Linked DNA regions of Sus scrofa: region 1 is linked to region 2. Evidence: chromatin contacts called from public HiChIP or PLAC-seq data. All regions are on one chromosome and are shown on one strand. The core of a region is the stretch at or near the end of the contact, and the rest is flanking DNA. Distances in the headings are between cores, read along the strand shown. Region 1 overlaps LOC102164518 (a long non-coding RNA gene). Region 2 overlaps ZNF438 (zinc finger protein 438).

Evidence for each region. HiChIP or PLAC-seq counts read pairs in DNA pulled down with a chosen protein or histone mark.
Region 1: a contact with region 2 is called in an H3K27ac HiChIP or PLAC-seq map of skeletal muscle, with 5 times the contacts expected there. The contact joins two enhancer-like sites. A contact is called at or near these places in 2 of 47 Hi-C or Micro-C datasets (embryonic fibroblasts and skeletal muscle) and 1 of 2 datasets of contacts at active chromatin or transcription factors (skeletal muscle).

The regions. Positions count from the first base shown.
Region 1 is chr10:42,256,564-42,263,751 of Sscrofa11.1, forward strand. It overlaps LOC102164518 (a long non-coding RNA gene), which reads right to left. Exons shown (of 6, transcript XR_305912.3): 4 at 5,392-5,488; 5 at 4,655-4,889; 6 at 2,271-2,388. Among named protein-coding and RNA genes, the nearest start is that of ZNF438, 250 kb to the left of the region's middle. Within about 2 kb of position 3,913, at least 69 of the 83 cell types and tissues checked have an H3K27ac peak or open chromatin away from gene starts, as enhancers often do. A contact at or near this core is called in skeletal muscle, where this site is marked.
Region 2 is chr10:41,718,545-41,725,635 of Sscrofa11.1, forward strand. It overlaps ZNF438 (zinc finger protein 438), which reads right to left. Exons shown (of 19, transcript XM_021064197.1): 11 at 6,552-6,611; 12 at 5,741-5,832. Among named protein-coding and RNA genes, the nearest start is that of ZEB1, 290 kb to the right of the region's middle. Within about 2 kb of position 4,202, at least 25 of the 83 cell types and tissues checked have an H3K27ac peak or open chromatin away from gene starts, as enhancers often do. A contact at or near this core is called in skeletal muscle, where this site is marked.

The DNA.
Region 1 (7,188 bases), core at 2,663-5,162, 540 kb after region 2:
ATCATTCCACAGACCTCAGTGTGCAGATGCCAATCCCACACCCCCAGTCCATCCCTCCCAACCTGTCCCCCCTGGGAACCATAAGTTTATGTTACCTGTTTAAGATGGAGAGACCTCAGCATTTGGGATTAGTGGGATGTGGGGCCAGCCTGACTACCCGTCACTCCATGGAGGGAGCCTCTGAAAAATGGGAAAAGCCCAGGCCCTGAGTCTGAGTCTTGCTCTACCCCTCACTCTCTGGGCAGGCGATCTGGCATCCCCTGGTCTCATTTCTTTAACAGCCTACTTCAAAATCCTGTTGAGATGAAGGCAGACATGCATTAAGTCACTCTACCAATAATCATTGCGATTCCCAAATATGAAGGGCAAAAGAGATGCCTGGATTAAGGACACTCCCCAGCTTTTCAAGGCCAAGAGTCTGGGAAAGAGTGACGTGGACAACTGAATCAGGGAAATCCTGGCAAGAAAGGCTTTGGAGAAAGAAGAAAAGGAACAAGGTTGGTTTACGCAGGCCAATACTACGGTCATGGCAGGATGTCCAAAGTGGAAATACTTAGCAGATATGTGGCGTCAGGGACCAGATGCGCGAGAGAATTCAGAGATGCAGAGAGAGTGCTGGCTCTCCCCAGCCCAGAGGTGAGCTGTGAGTCAACGGAGGCTTGTGTAATGCTTGGCAGAGTTGCCTGAGAACACCCATAACTGCCCTGCACTGAGCCATGACTTTGTGTAGGCCCTTCACTTACAATATCTTTAAACCTCGTGATTAATCGGCATTTTACAGCTGAGAAAATTGAGGCTCAGAGAGGTCACCCAACTAATAAATGATACAGCCCAGAATCAAACAGTCACTCTGGCTCCCAGACCTGCATTCTTTCCACTACCTCATGCTGCTCCTGAGGATGGAGGCTCAGGGGAGAACTTTGTGCAAGACAAAAGCGAACAACTCATTGGACAGAAGGACGTGGAGAGGGTGTGACGAGATGGAGGCCAAGGAAGGATCATTTCAAGATGGTGGAAGCAGCAAACAGTGCCAGATGCTGCAGAGAGAGAAGGCAGACGGAAAACAGGGAATCTGCTAGATTTGATGAGCAGGGGATTCCTAGGGACTGCAGAGGGTTCGAGGGGGCTGTGCCGATAAAAACAAAGATGCCTGCATAGGAAGGTGCAGGACCCCATCCTCCTGTGTCCCTGCAAGAAACCCCGACAGAGGGCAAGTCGACCAGTGTCGGATGCTCACTGCACATAGCCAGTCAGGGAAGTAAAAGCCAAGGTCCTTGTCCTCACGCAGCTCACAACTCAACAGGGGACACTAGCATTCAAAAGTGACCACTGCAGTCTCCCAAGGCAAGAGAAATAAAACCAAAAATAAACAAGTAGGACCTAATCGAACTTGAAAGTTTTGCACAGCAAAGGAAACCATTGAAAAAGAAAACATAACTTACAGAATGGGAGAAAACAGTTGCAAATGATGAAACCAACAAGGGCTTAATCTCCAAAATATACAAACAATTCATACAACTCAGTAACAAAAAAACAAACAGCCCAATCGAAAAATAGGCAGAAGACCTAAATGGACATTTTTCCAAAGAAGACATATGGATAGCCAGTGGGCATGTGAAAAAATGCTCAACATCTCCATTAGAAAAATGCCAACCAAAACTACAATGAGGTACCACCTCACACCAGTCAGAATGGCCATGATTAAGAAGTGCACAAATAACAAGTGCTGAAGAGGGTGTGGAGAAAAGGGAACCCTCCATGCTGTTGGTGGGAATGTAAATTGGTATGACAACTATGGAGAACAGTATGGAGGTTCCTCAGGAAACTGAATATGGAGCTACCATATGAGCGAGTGATCCCACTCCTGGACATATATCAGGACAAAACTATAATTCCTAAAGATACATGCACCCCTAGGTTCACAGCAGCACTATTCACAATAGCCAAGACATAGAAACAACCTAAATGTCCATCGACAGATGAATGGATTAAGATGTGATATACATACACAATGGAATACTACTCAGCCATAAAAATACCAACATAATGCCACTTGCAACAACATGGATGGAACTAGAGACTCTCATACTAAGTGAAGGAAGAGAAGACCTGTTTTGTGTGTGTGAATCTTTTTAGGGCCGTACCTGCAGCATATGGGAGTTCCCAGGCCAGGGGTCCTATCGGAGCTGCATCTGCTGGCCAACGCCACGGCCACAGGAACACCAAATCCAAGCCAGCAACACTGAATCCTTAACCCACTGAGCGAAGCCAGGGATGGAACCTGCATCCTCATGGATCCTAGTCAGGTTCATTATCACTGAGCCACAATGGGAACTCCCATGGGAAGTCCTTTTTGATGTGTCTTGGAGGACCAAAGACCTTGGAAGCCTGGGGAAGAGATGGTTTCGAGAAGAGAGAGGGAAGGTGGTGAGGTTGACGAAATCTTAACCCATTTTGCAATTTTTGTCCTGGATTGAGCACCTCCCTTGGCTTGGTTTCAGGGGAAGGAGTAATAATTCGTGTGTAACTATGGCTGGAGGTGTGACAGTCACATCCCCTTGGCCTACCTCAGAATTCACCTGCAGAGGTTTTCTAAAGAACCACGAGAGAAGTCAGAAGATGTAGGAGCTGATGCCCTGCCGACAGGATTGGGGGTCAATTCTCAGGCGTGTTCTACGTGATCTCCCAGAGGGCCTCCAGGGGGACTGACTGGGCCCCACTGCCCACAGCAGTAACCTATCCATTCCTGGACCTTGTCCTGCTGAACTTGCAGCGTGCTTCTTGGATCGCCTCTGGGAAAAACTATTCACAGCTCTTGTTTCCGATATTGCTTTGGGAGGAATACAAACTACATAATGAATTTTTCCGTGTTATTCCTAAGACCGATGGGGGAGAAAATGAAGTCCACTGGCTCTCAAAAGCTGCCCACAGACCTAGGATTTATAAACCAGCATCAAAATTTAAAACATCCATACATTCTGACCCAGTAATTCTACTTCAAGAAGTTGACCTTAAGAAAACTAACAGGCTAGGTGCAAAAAATGTAGGTAGAAGGATGTCTGTCGCCATGTAGAAGAGTAAAAAATTGTAAAGAAATTTAAATTTCCAGCAACACCAAATTGGCTAATAAATTATAGTAATCCTATGTTGCCCTTAGAAATAATAATACAGAGTTTTCTCTATCTTTCCAGGTCTGTGGTGAGTTAAGTGAAAATGCAGGCGACAAACATCATATGCACCATAATTTTTGTAACTAGTACACCCCTAGGTGTGGGCATAATTTGGAAGAATGATAACAAAATGTTAACAGTGGTCCGTTATTTTGGGGTGGAAAGATGGGGAGGGTGTAGATCAGATTGTGTTCAGTTCCTTCTTTTCATCTTTTTGAATTAAAAAAAGAAATTACACTTTTTTAAAAGGTTAGTACAACCTTTACAACTTCTTTAAAAATTGTAAAAAGAAGTCAGGGGCCTCAGCCACGTAGAACTGAATTCCACAGCCAACACGCCTGTCCTCCCAACAGGAGCTACTGGTCTCACCAGCTAGGGCGCTGGAACAGACCCACAGAAGGGAACCGTCCCACCCAGCCCGGGCCAACACTGGGCAGCGGCTGTTCTAAGCGAGTCAGCAGATCTGGCTGCTAACTGGCAGCCAGGGGAGAGCCCCGCGCATCACGTGTCCTGCCTGTGTGGCCCCGTCTGACTCAGAAGAAAAGCGCGCGGCCCTGCATCCAGGTTTGGGGGTCGCATGTCGAGCTCGGTCGCGCGCCCTCTCCCTGCAGATCCCCCCCATACCCGCCCGCCTGGACCCCCAGCTGGCACTCAGTAGGTCACTTTCCCATGTGCTGCACGTTCAAGAGTTCGCTATTCCCACGGGAAGAGCTCGTTGCCATGGCGATGAGAGCCTTCCCACCCCGGGACCCGCCCAGGAGGCCGAATCCTTCCCCGCCCGGCCTCCTGACCAGCCCCGCCAGGTGGAGAGGGTTGCAGGCTCCAGATTCTTAAGGGCTGGGGTCAGTAATGAAGGACCCAGGTCAGAGGGAAGGGAAGGGAGGTTTTTATTACAAGCCTTCTGGCCACTCTGCCCTTTGCTCCCCGCACCAGAGGCAAATGTCCTATCTGATTCTGGGGCATTTGGGTGGAGACGTCGGCCGCTTTCCCTCTCAGCGTCTTCCAAGAACGCCAGGGCATCTGTTAAAGTTTCTGGAATGCAGCACACTGGAATGAAGCTTTAACCCAGCAGCCCCGAACTAAAAGTCCGTGAGGGGTCGGGGTAGGAGGAGGGGGTATCGACCTGTTCGCGCCCCCACCCCCCCCCACCCCGCCTCGGGTGGGTAGCAGGGAGGAGGGGCTTCCTGTGTCGCACTGTAGCACTGTGTGGGCCAGGGCGATCAAGGGCGGAGTCGGTGGAAAAGGAGGGGGATGTTTGGGGGCGGGATGGGGCGGGGGGGGGGGGGGGGGGAATGTCTGAAGCTCGGCCACACCCAGCGGGAGGCGGTGCTCGAGACCTAGACCGAGGGAGGTGGGGAAGAGGGAGGGAGGTCACTGGCGCCTGCTCACTGGGGCCCCGCCCCACCACCCTGGCCACGCCCACTCCCCCAATTTCCCGGGGCTCCCCGGGTGCAGGAGGAGGAACCAAGTCTCCCGTTACTCACCACAGGTGGCTGCACAGGGGAAAGCTCCAAGCATATCACTGACTGGCTTGGAAAGTCTTTCATCTCTGCAACAGCAGCAGCAGCAACAGCTCTTGGATTAACTGTGTCTCCTGACTTTTGCGCCTCCAGCCATCACCACGCTGCAGATCCCTGGATGCCTGCTGGCTCCTATCGAGGGGTACCCCCTTTCCCTCGCCTTCTTCCCTCCTCCTGCTGCCTCCCCCGTGCCTTAAGCCTGGGGGACGAGGGATCACAATGAACCTTAGATTTTCCCAAGAGTTTTTTTTCTCCAGGCTCTCTGTGTACCCTCTCCCCGCACCCCACATCTTGTATTTTCCTTCACCTACCCTCTCCCTCACTTTAGGTCTATATATACCCACAGGCCTCTCCCCTCCCCTTCCATCACCAGGCCAGTGAGTCAGCTCACCCAAGAGGCAAGTGCCAGCGCAGTGGGACAGCTGCCCACTGGGCCCAGAAGAGAAAGGTTTCAGGGGCAGCAGGCCTCGTGCAAATAGTGCTTTTGACAACTCCAGGCATCGAGTTTCACGAGTAAGCCAAATGTAGAAAGGATTAGCTGTTTCGCCCAATAAGCCCACATCTGTAGTTACATTCTAACAGGGATAAAATTACCCTGGTTATTAATCCTTCTGCTTTAGGGAATAAGCTGATCACCAGGCAGGGTCAGGAACAAAACCCTGCCTCCGCTCCTGCCAGCCTCCCCTCACCCCCATCCTTACCTGCTCCACCTCTTACGGTGTATGGTTTCCCATTTCAGTCTGGACACCAAGTTCAAGGCCACCACCTGAGGTGCCTCTGAGATGGGACAGCTGCCGTCTGTGGTAGGGGGGACATCCATTCAGTCACATAAGTATGCATGCAGAATCTACTGGGAGCAAGACGTCATGGGTCTCCACTGCGGCAGAACCAAAGATGATTCTTGCACCGCCCCTGTCTTTTTCAAGCCCAGAAAAAGCTGAAGTGGTTGGTCAGAAACTGTATGTGGTTTCTGGGACTTCCTGCCCTGAGGCGCCCCAGGTGTATCCGATGGCCTCGGGGACTGCAGTTGGGGTGTGGGCAGTATTTCCTAGCCTGCTGCCAGGGAGCAATGGAGCCATTTCCTCGAGCATCCATGGGTGTGACCTCTCCCTCCAGGACCAGCAGGAGAGGCGAGCTGTGTTTCCTTCTCTGGTCTGTTCTATTTATTTATTTATTTAGTCTTTTTACCTTTTCTAGGGCTGCTTCCCGCGGTATATGGAGGTTCCCAGGCTAGGGGTCTAATTGGAGCTGAAGCCACTGGCTTACGCCAGAGCCACAGCAACACGGGATCCGAGTCGCATCTGCAACCTACACCACAGGTCACAGCAGCACCGGATCCTTAACCCACTGAGCAAGGCCAGGGATTGAACCCAAAACCTCATGGTTCCTAGTTGGATTTGTTAAACAACCCTGGTCAGTTCTCTTTAGATCTCATATCTGCAGGCACTAGACACTTCCAGATTTTCCCTGGGTGGGACTGACAGGAGAGAAGTAGGTTGAGAGCCAGGGTGATCAACAGGCCTGAAACTGCAACACACAAAAAAGTGACATCCCTAAGGGGCCATGTTCCCCAGTCACTTCAGCCCTTGACCAAGTACCTGCTGACTGACCAAGTGACCCAGCACTCAAACTGGGACCTCTGAATAATGAAGAGGTGTCATCCATGAAAAGACAGGTGCTGGGCATTGCTGATGATTAGAGAAATGCAAATCAAAACTATAATCAGATACCACCTCACACTGATCAAAATGGCCATAATTAAAATAAAAAGTCTACAGGGGTTCTCTTGTGGCACAGTAAGTTAAGGATCCGGAGTTGTCACTGCAGTGGCTTGGGTTGCTGCTGTGGCACAGGTTTCGTCCCTGGCTTGGGAATTTCCACATGCTGAAGGTACAGACAAAAAAAAAAGAAAAAGTCTCTACAAATAGCAAGTGCTGGAGAGGGTGTGGAGACAAGGGATCCCACCTACACTGTTGGAAAGAATGTAAATTGGTGCAGCTACTATGAAGAACAGCATGGAAGTTCCTCAAAAAAAAAAAAGGGGAGTTCCCGTCGTGGTTCAGCAGAAATGAATCCGCTCATGGACTAGCTTCCATGAGGATGCAGGTTCAATACCTGGCCTTGCTCGGTGGGTTAAGGATCCAGGCTTGCAGTGAGCTGTGGTATAGATTGCAGATGTGGCTCAGATCTGGTGTTGCTGTGGCTGTGGCGTAGGCCAGTGGCTACAGCTCCAATTTGACCCCTAGCCTGGGAGCGTCCATATGCCACGAGTACAACCCTAAAAAGACAAAAAACAAAAACAGAAACAAAAAAACTAAAAATGGAGTTGACGTAAGATCCACCAATCCCACTCCTGGGTATATATCCTGACAAAACCGTAACTTGAAAAGATACATGCACCCCAATGTTCATAGCAGCACTATTCACAATAGCCAAAACATGGAAACAACCTAAATATCCACCAATAGATGAATGGATGATAAATATATGGTACATAT
Region 2 (7,091 bases), core at 2,952-5,451:
AATCTAATTGCCTAAGTGCAAGAGATTAAGAACATGACACACATGCAATGATGATGTCACCTTTACAATGGAGGACATACTGCTGTCCATCTCCTCGTAGGGGGATCCCTGCCCCAAGTCAAAACAGGAGTATTGATATAGGAGGTAATTCCAAAAGTATGTCAGCATAGAAGTTCTGTTTGGGTGAAGTCAAAATGGTAACCAAGAAGGAAGTAAATGGAAAAGACAGAGCTAGTTGTAATGGGAAAGGGGGCAGCAAAGTCAGAAGCCTGGAGAAGACAGAGAAACAAGAGATTCTAGGTGAAAATAGGTCCAGGAGTTCAGGCTTTCCTTAGAGTCAGAAAAGTGTCTTTTTTTTTTGCTCTGCTTTTTAGGGCTGCACCTGCAGCATATGGAAGTTCCCAGGCTAGGGATCAAATCGGAGCTGCAGCTGTAGGCCTACGCCACAGCCATGCAGGATCCAAGCCACATCCGTGACCTGTGCTACAGTTCACAGCAATGCTGGATCCCTAACTTGCTGAGCTGGGCCAGGAATCGAACCCACATCCTCATGGAGACTATGTAGGGTTCTTAACCTGCTGAGCCACAACGGGAACTCCAACAGTGTCTTCATCAGAATGCTGATTTCACAGAGAGGGCCAGGCACATGTGGGGACAGGGCAGGGGGTGTGACAGGAAGCTCAGGCTGGAGGGACTTCTAGTTGTGTCATCCTGTTATTTGCGTGGTGGTCACCAGAGCAATCAAATCAAAGTACTTCAGGATCACAGAGACCTTGAAAGTCATTCTTGCCTATATCACCAATTCCAGGTTCAACAGTTCAGTGCTTATAAGAGACTTGAATTTGCATCAGTAGACTTTTCAGGTCTAACCAAAAGCCCTTAAAACTGAAAATTCTCTAACACCCAAATCATATTTTTGCCTTTCCAAGAGAAGATAAGAGAATGGCCGTCTCACCCTCAACGACATGGTGAAACACAGTCACTTCTTCTCAAAAAGCTTCTGGTATAAGGGTAAGAAGGAAGCAAATTTCCATTTCTAGAAAATTCTGACCAGATGCGAATTCCAAATATCATACATGCTCTTTACTTCTGAGACTCAGTACACTTTGGTTTAATAACTAAAATCTATTAGGGAATTTGGGTATGTATATGTGATTTGTCTCAGACTTAATATTGATCAAATAAAATTTAAATTAAAAAATGAAAGAAAGAAAAATACCTCAAAGGAAATAGATGAGGAACTGGCCAACCTGACCACCTTGATAAGTGCTGTTTTTTCACCTCAAATCGTGGAAACTCCCCCTAGAAGCGCTTTTACTATACAGGTGAGAACTTCCAATACAAAGACAGGAGAAAGAGTCTGAAAAAAGAAGATTCTTAAAAAAATGATAGACTCTCAGAGTTGGGGCGTCTTAGAAATCCACTCCCCTCTCCTCCACTCCAGCCCATCTTCCTCCACCACATCCCAGAGGCTGCTCAGCCTCAAAGTGACACTGTCAGAGACAAAGAACCCACTGTCCTCTGTAGCAGCCAGTCTATGTATATGCAGATGTAATTGTCACCAACATACTCCTCAGGATGCTCACTGAAGGGCTCGCTCTCTGTGAAAATCTTTCTGTAACGTCTCCCCATCAATGCTAGGAAGGTCTTCTCCGGGCTCTCTGTCTCCTGTCCCTCTTACACTTGAAAGCACTTCAAGTTAAAGAAACTTGGAATAATAAAGCTGCCAGTTTTCAAGTGTGACCTCTCCCGCTCCACATGGAAATGTTCTTTCCTCTCTAACTCTCCCTCCTCTGGTGCCAGACTAAAGGCTCCACTGGTTGGGAGGATGGTGTGGGGAAGGGAGTCGGAGGGAGTCATCTCATTCCAAATGCACTTGGAGAGTTTAAGGAACAGCAAGAAAGCAACTGTGGCTACAGTCCAATGAGCAAGATGGATTGTAGGAGGAGAAAAAGGCAGCAGGCACAACAGGCAAGGCCTACAAGAACACGCTGAGGCTTACAGATTTATCCTAAGTGTGATGGGTAAACACTGAAGGGCTTCGAACAGAAGAATGATGGTAAGTTTTAACATTAAAAGAAAACAAAACAGGGGGTTCCTGTGGTGGCGCAGTGGTAATGAACCTGACTAGTATCCACGAAGATGCAGGTTTGATCCCTGGCCTGGCTCACTGGGTTAAAGGATCCGGTGTTTCCATGAGCTGTGGTGTAGATCACACATGCAACTCAGAACTGGCGTTGCTGTGGCTGCGGTGTAGACAGCAGCTACAGCTCCAATCCGATCCCTAGCCTGGCAACCATCATATGCAGCAGGTGAGGCCCTAAGAAAAAGAAAAACAAAACAAAAACTCCCAACACTTTTGCTCTGACAGGGAACAGTGACTGGAAGGAGAAAGGGAAGGTGGGTGAGAAGACTGTTACGATTACCTAGGTAACTGAGGATGGTGATTTTAAGATATTAGGGTAGTAGTTGACGACGGGGGGACAGAAGCCAAGGGAGATGTGGGATATATTTTGAAAGGAACACATCCTAACCTTACTGATAGGCTGGAGGTGGGTTAAGAAGGCAAGTGAAAAGTCAATGATGAGTTCTAGTTTTTGGCCCAAGTAACTGAGTGGACCATTTACTGAGCGGAAGAAGGAGGAGGTAGGAAGAGGTTTGCGGAAGGGAGTTGAAAAGCCTACTGCAGATATGCTGAGTTTGAAATGTTTTTTAGACTTTGGAGATGATTTAGAATGGAGATGATGAATAGGCAGACAGAGATAGGAGGCTGTGGCTCATAAGAGGGATCAGGGTAAAGAAATAAATTGGGGAACTACTTAGTATTTCACAGTGAGGGAAAAGAATCTGGAAAAAGCACAGATATATAAGTATAACTGAATTATTTGCTGAAACTAACACAACGTCCTCCATCAATCATATGTCCATTTAAAAAAAGAATGAAAATAAAACAAATAAAAATAAATAAAACACCTAAAATTCCCGATTTTTGGGAGGGGGGGGTGGTGGAAAGAAAGGAATAGGCATTCCTGTTGTGGCTCAATGGGTTAAGGACCTGACATACTGTCCACGAGGATGTGGGTTCAATCCCTGGCCTCACTCAGTGGGTTAAGGATCTGGCATTGCCACAAGCTGTGGTGTAGGTCACAGATGTGGCTTAAATCTGGTGTTGCTGTGGTTGTGGTGTAGGCGGACAGCTGCAGCTCCAATTCAACCCCTACCTAGCCTGGAAACTTCCATATGCCATGGATACAGCGGGTGGGCGGCTGGGAAGAAAGAAGGAAGGGAGGGAGGGAGGAGCTGAGGAGGAAGGATGACATTTAAAATTAGGGATATAGGAGTTCCCGTTGTGGCGCAGGGGAAACAAAGCCAACTAGGAACCATGAGGTTGTGGGTTCGATCCCTGGCCTCGCTCAGTGGATTGAGGATCCAGCATTGCCATGAGCTGTGGTATAAGTCACAGATGTGGCTCTGATCCTGCATTGCTGTGGCTGTGGCATAGGCTGGCAGTCATAGCTCCAATTCGACCCCTAGCCTGGAAACCTCCATATGCTGTGGATGTGGCCCTAAAAAGCAAGAATTAAAAAAATAAAAAATAAAATAAAATTAGGGATATATGAGATCACAGCGAGAGTAACATAGATGACAGCCCGAGACTGAGCCCTGAAGAACGTCAACTTTCAGAGCCTATGAAGAATAGGGGACATCAAAAGAGACTTTGGAAATTTTATGTGTATCTTATGCTTCCAAGTGTAAGAGGGACAGCGAATGAGAGCCACAGAAAGACATAGGTAGAACTGACGAGGAAAAGTTACCCAGAGAGGTTTCTGTCCAGTATAACGAGCACTGTGAGTAAGCTGGCACCACTCTTAGGCTTCCTTCAAAAGCAGCTGGAATTATTTGATATCTACAAACTACAAGATCCATCGCTGGCCATCATAATCTCCTTCAAAAACCACCTTTCAAAGTCACGTGCCACTCCACTTCTGACTCCTGACCTGCTGATGGAGTCTAGAGCTGCGTTTCACGTGCCAGCTGCTCAATTACTCCTGCCCTGGCCCCTGGCATGGGTCCTGGCTTCTGAATCCAAGTTCTCACCCCCACTAACAACTTGGATTGCCCAGTGCTGACCAGGAGGTGCGCTGAGATCATGTTCCCCCGGGCTGCCAAGAGTTCCTGGCGCGTGGTCAAGGCAGCACACAGGGAGTGAGTGTTCCGCAATTAATCAGGTGACAGAGAACAACTGACATGCTCGGGGACCAGAGGATGAGCCAGAGTGAGGCAGCAACGCGGAGCGGGAGACAGCGCTCCAGGCCTGTCACCCCAGGAGAACCTGTTCTGGGTCCCCCAGGGCAATGAGACCTCCTTTCACCCAGAACACTGGAAGTTCTTAAGTTTACCATGTGCATGTGTCCAAGGATGCAGGATTCCCTGGATGCTGGTAACCTTAGGAACCAAAAAGTGGGTTCTGCACGCCCTTGGGGTGGCCTGGGGACATCTGTGTCCCTCTCTGCCACATCTATGATGGAAACTTCAAACTATCCCATAGGTGGTTAACGAGCCTGACTAGTATCCATGAGGATGCAGGTTCGATCCCCAGCCTCACTCAGTGGGTTGGGGGTCTGGCGTGGCTATGGCTGTAGCATAGGCCGGCAGCTACAGCTCCAATTTGACCCTTAGCCTGGGAACCTCCATACACCTCAGTGCAGCCCTAAAAAGACAAAAAAAAAAAAAAAAAAAGGAAAAGATAAAAAGAAAGTGCCTGGTAGTACCTATTAGCTCTTCTCCTTTATACTTTAGGTGACCATAAAATGACAGCCAGTCAGCTGAACGGTAAAGCATGTTTCCAAAGTCTCAAACAACAATTTGAAAGCCCTGCAAGCACAGAAGTAGAATAAAAGGCTCTTTAATTTGTTTTTTGTTTTTTTGAACATGTGAACTATTACATGATCAATGGAGTTGGAACTTGTCCTGAAAAAAAATGCTCCCTCCCTTTTTCTAAACTTTCCTGCCAAGGTTAACACAATTATGCTCCATGATGAAGAAGCAAAGATGTAAATTCTACTGACATGAGATGGATAACATCAATTCTGAATAAGTATCATCAAGCAAAAGAGAATTCTCCAAAATTTTTCTGCAAGAGTCATTCGGGCCCATGTCTGCTGTTTAAAATGTTTATATCCTTTAAGCAGACTGTATTTCTATTTCCCTTTATGAAATTTAACGAAAATCCTTAAAGTTGGCAACAGCAGCAGGAAACCATTTATAAGGCCAGCATGGCTATTTTACTTTTATTAACGAAAAGTTATGTAATAGTTGCGGCAAACTGCAGAGTTCTCTTTTATAGTCTTTTAATATTTATAGAAATTTCAGAGAGTTATACGGCCAGAGTTCATTTTGGAAAGTGAGAGTTTCAATTATCAGACAGCAATCAATTATTCTAGCTCAGCTACCGCAATGGCTATTTAAGAGTTGCGCTCATCTTTATTCATGTTTTTTAACAATAGGTCAACTGTGTCCAGTACTTGACCTAGAAGCTCAAATAGGTGTGACTGAACTGTATACTGACAAAGGTCTCCGCTCCAAACTACTGAGTCACACTGCTGGCCTTTTTGGCTCTAACAGTACATTAAAGAAAAGAAAAGGAAAAGGAAAAAGCAGTGCACTGGGAACCATTTAAGGTTATGCTTGTATTAATAGAAAGAGTTGTACTAAACCGCAAAAAAGAACACACAAGTACCTTAAAGGAATCAGAGAGCAAGCCTGTAACGGAGTTCAAGGAGATGTTCACAGACACCAGGCCAATGTCCAGAAAACGAAATCCCACACCGCCTGTGAACAGAAAACTGAGACTTAGTGTCACATATTTCCCTGCATCTCTAATGGACAGAATCTGGATGCTTCTAGAGGTAATTAACCATTTTGAATTTTCAAACTATTACTCAGAAAAGCTACTTCCAAATTATGATTTTCAAATAAACCTTGATTGCTTTTGGCTTTAAATAAACATTTTTATTTTAGAATAATTTTGAATTTACAGAAGGGTTGAAAAAAATACTACAAAGGTCCTGTGCTCCTTTCACCCAATTCACCCTAAAGTTAACATCTTACACCACCATGGCACGTTTGTCAAAACTAAGAAACAGATGTTGGAATGTTATTATTATCGAAGCTGCAGAATGTATTTGAACTTCACCTGATTTTTTAAGAGTGCCTTTTTTTCAGTTTGAAGATCCAATCCCGGGTACCACTTTGCAAACGATGTTTTTTTAGGGCTTTAAGTTTTGAAATATGCCTAACTCCTGTGTCTTACAATGTTCCCATTATAATTATTAAAGAAAACAAACCTAGAGCTCCCTGGAAAATATGATTTATTGGATATCAGAGAATGTTACATTATGATTCATGTAAACATGGTATTTCTACTTATGTTTTACAGAGAAGAACAAAAGGCAAATGGCTGAAGTAAGATACACTCCATTGTCTACTTTGTCCAAAACAAATCATTTAACTTTTCAGAAACATCTCTTCAAAAAACGCCTGTCACTTACCAAAGTCCCAAGGCTCCAGAAAAGAGTCATAAGACAGATGGGAAATTCTTTTAATTCATCCTGTAACAAAATATAAAGCTTTATCATAATCATAATATCCATTTTTATCAAATATATGTACAACCTGCCTTCTTTCCATTCCCAAATTCCATTTTTAATTACTGCATGATATTTTTATTATATTTATTAACAAAAGAACTCATTTAAGGAGGAATAATTCTAAAAATGTATTATATGTCTTTAAAAATAAAGGCAAGCAAAATTTAATAAAATTTTTAAGAGGAAGAGAAGATGTTCTTAAAAAAAAAAAAAAAAGAAACGCCACATGAATAAAACTAAGAAGAATGCTTCACATTCTTTTCCATGTGCATAATGCTGTGCAAATTACTAAATGGTCACAAACAAGTGAATCACACTGAGAGCACTGCCTTTGTAAGGGGAAAATAGTCATCTAGAGTTTGAGGTTGGGAGATTTTTGAAAAGACACATGTCTGGTAAAGTGCCCACATGGGTCAGGTTGACCGAGACAGTCCCAACCCC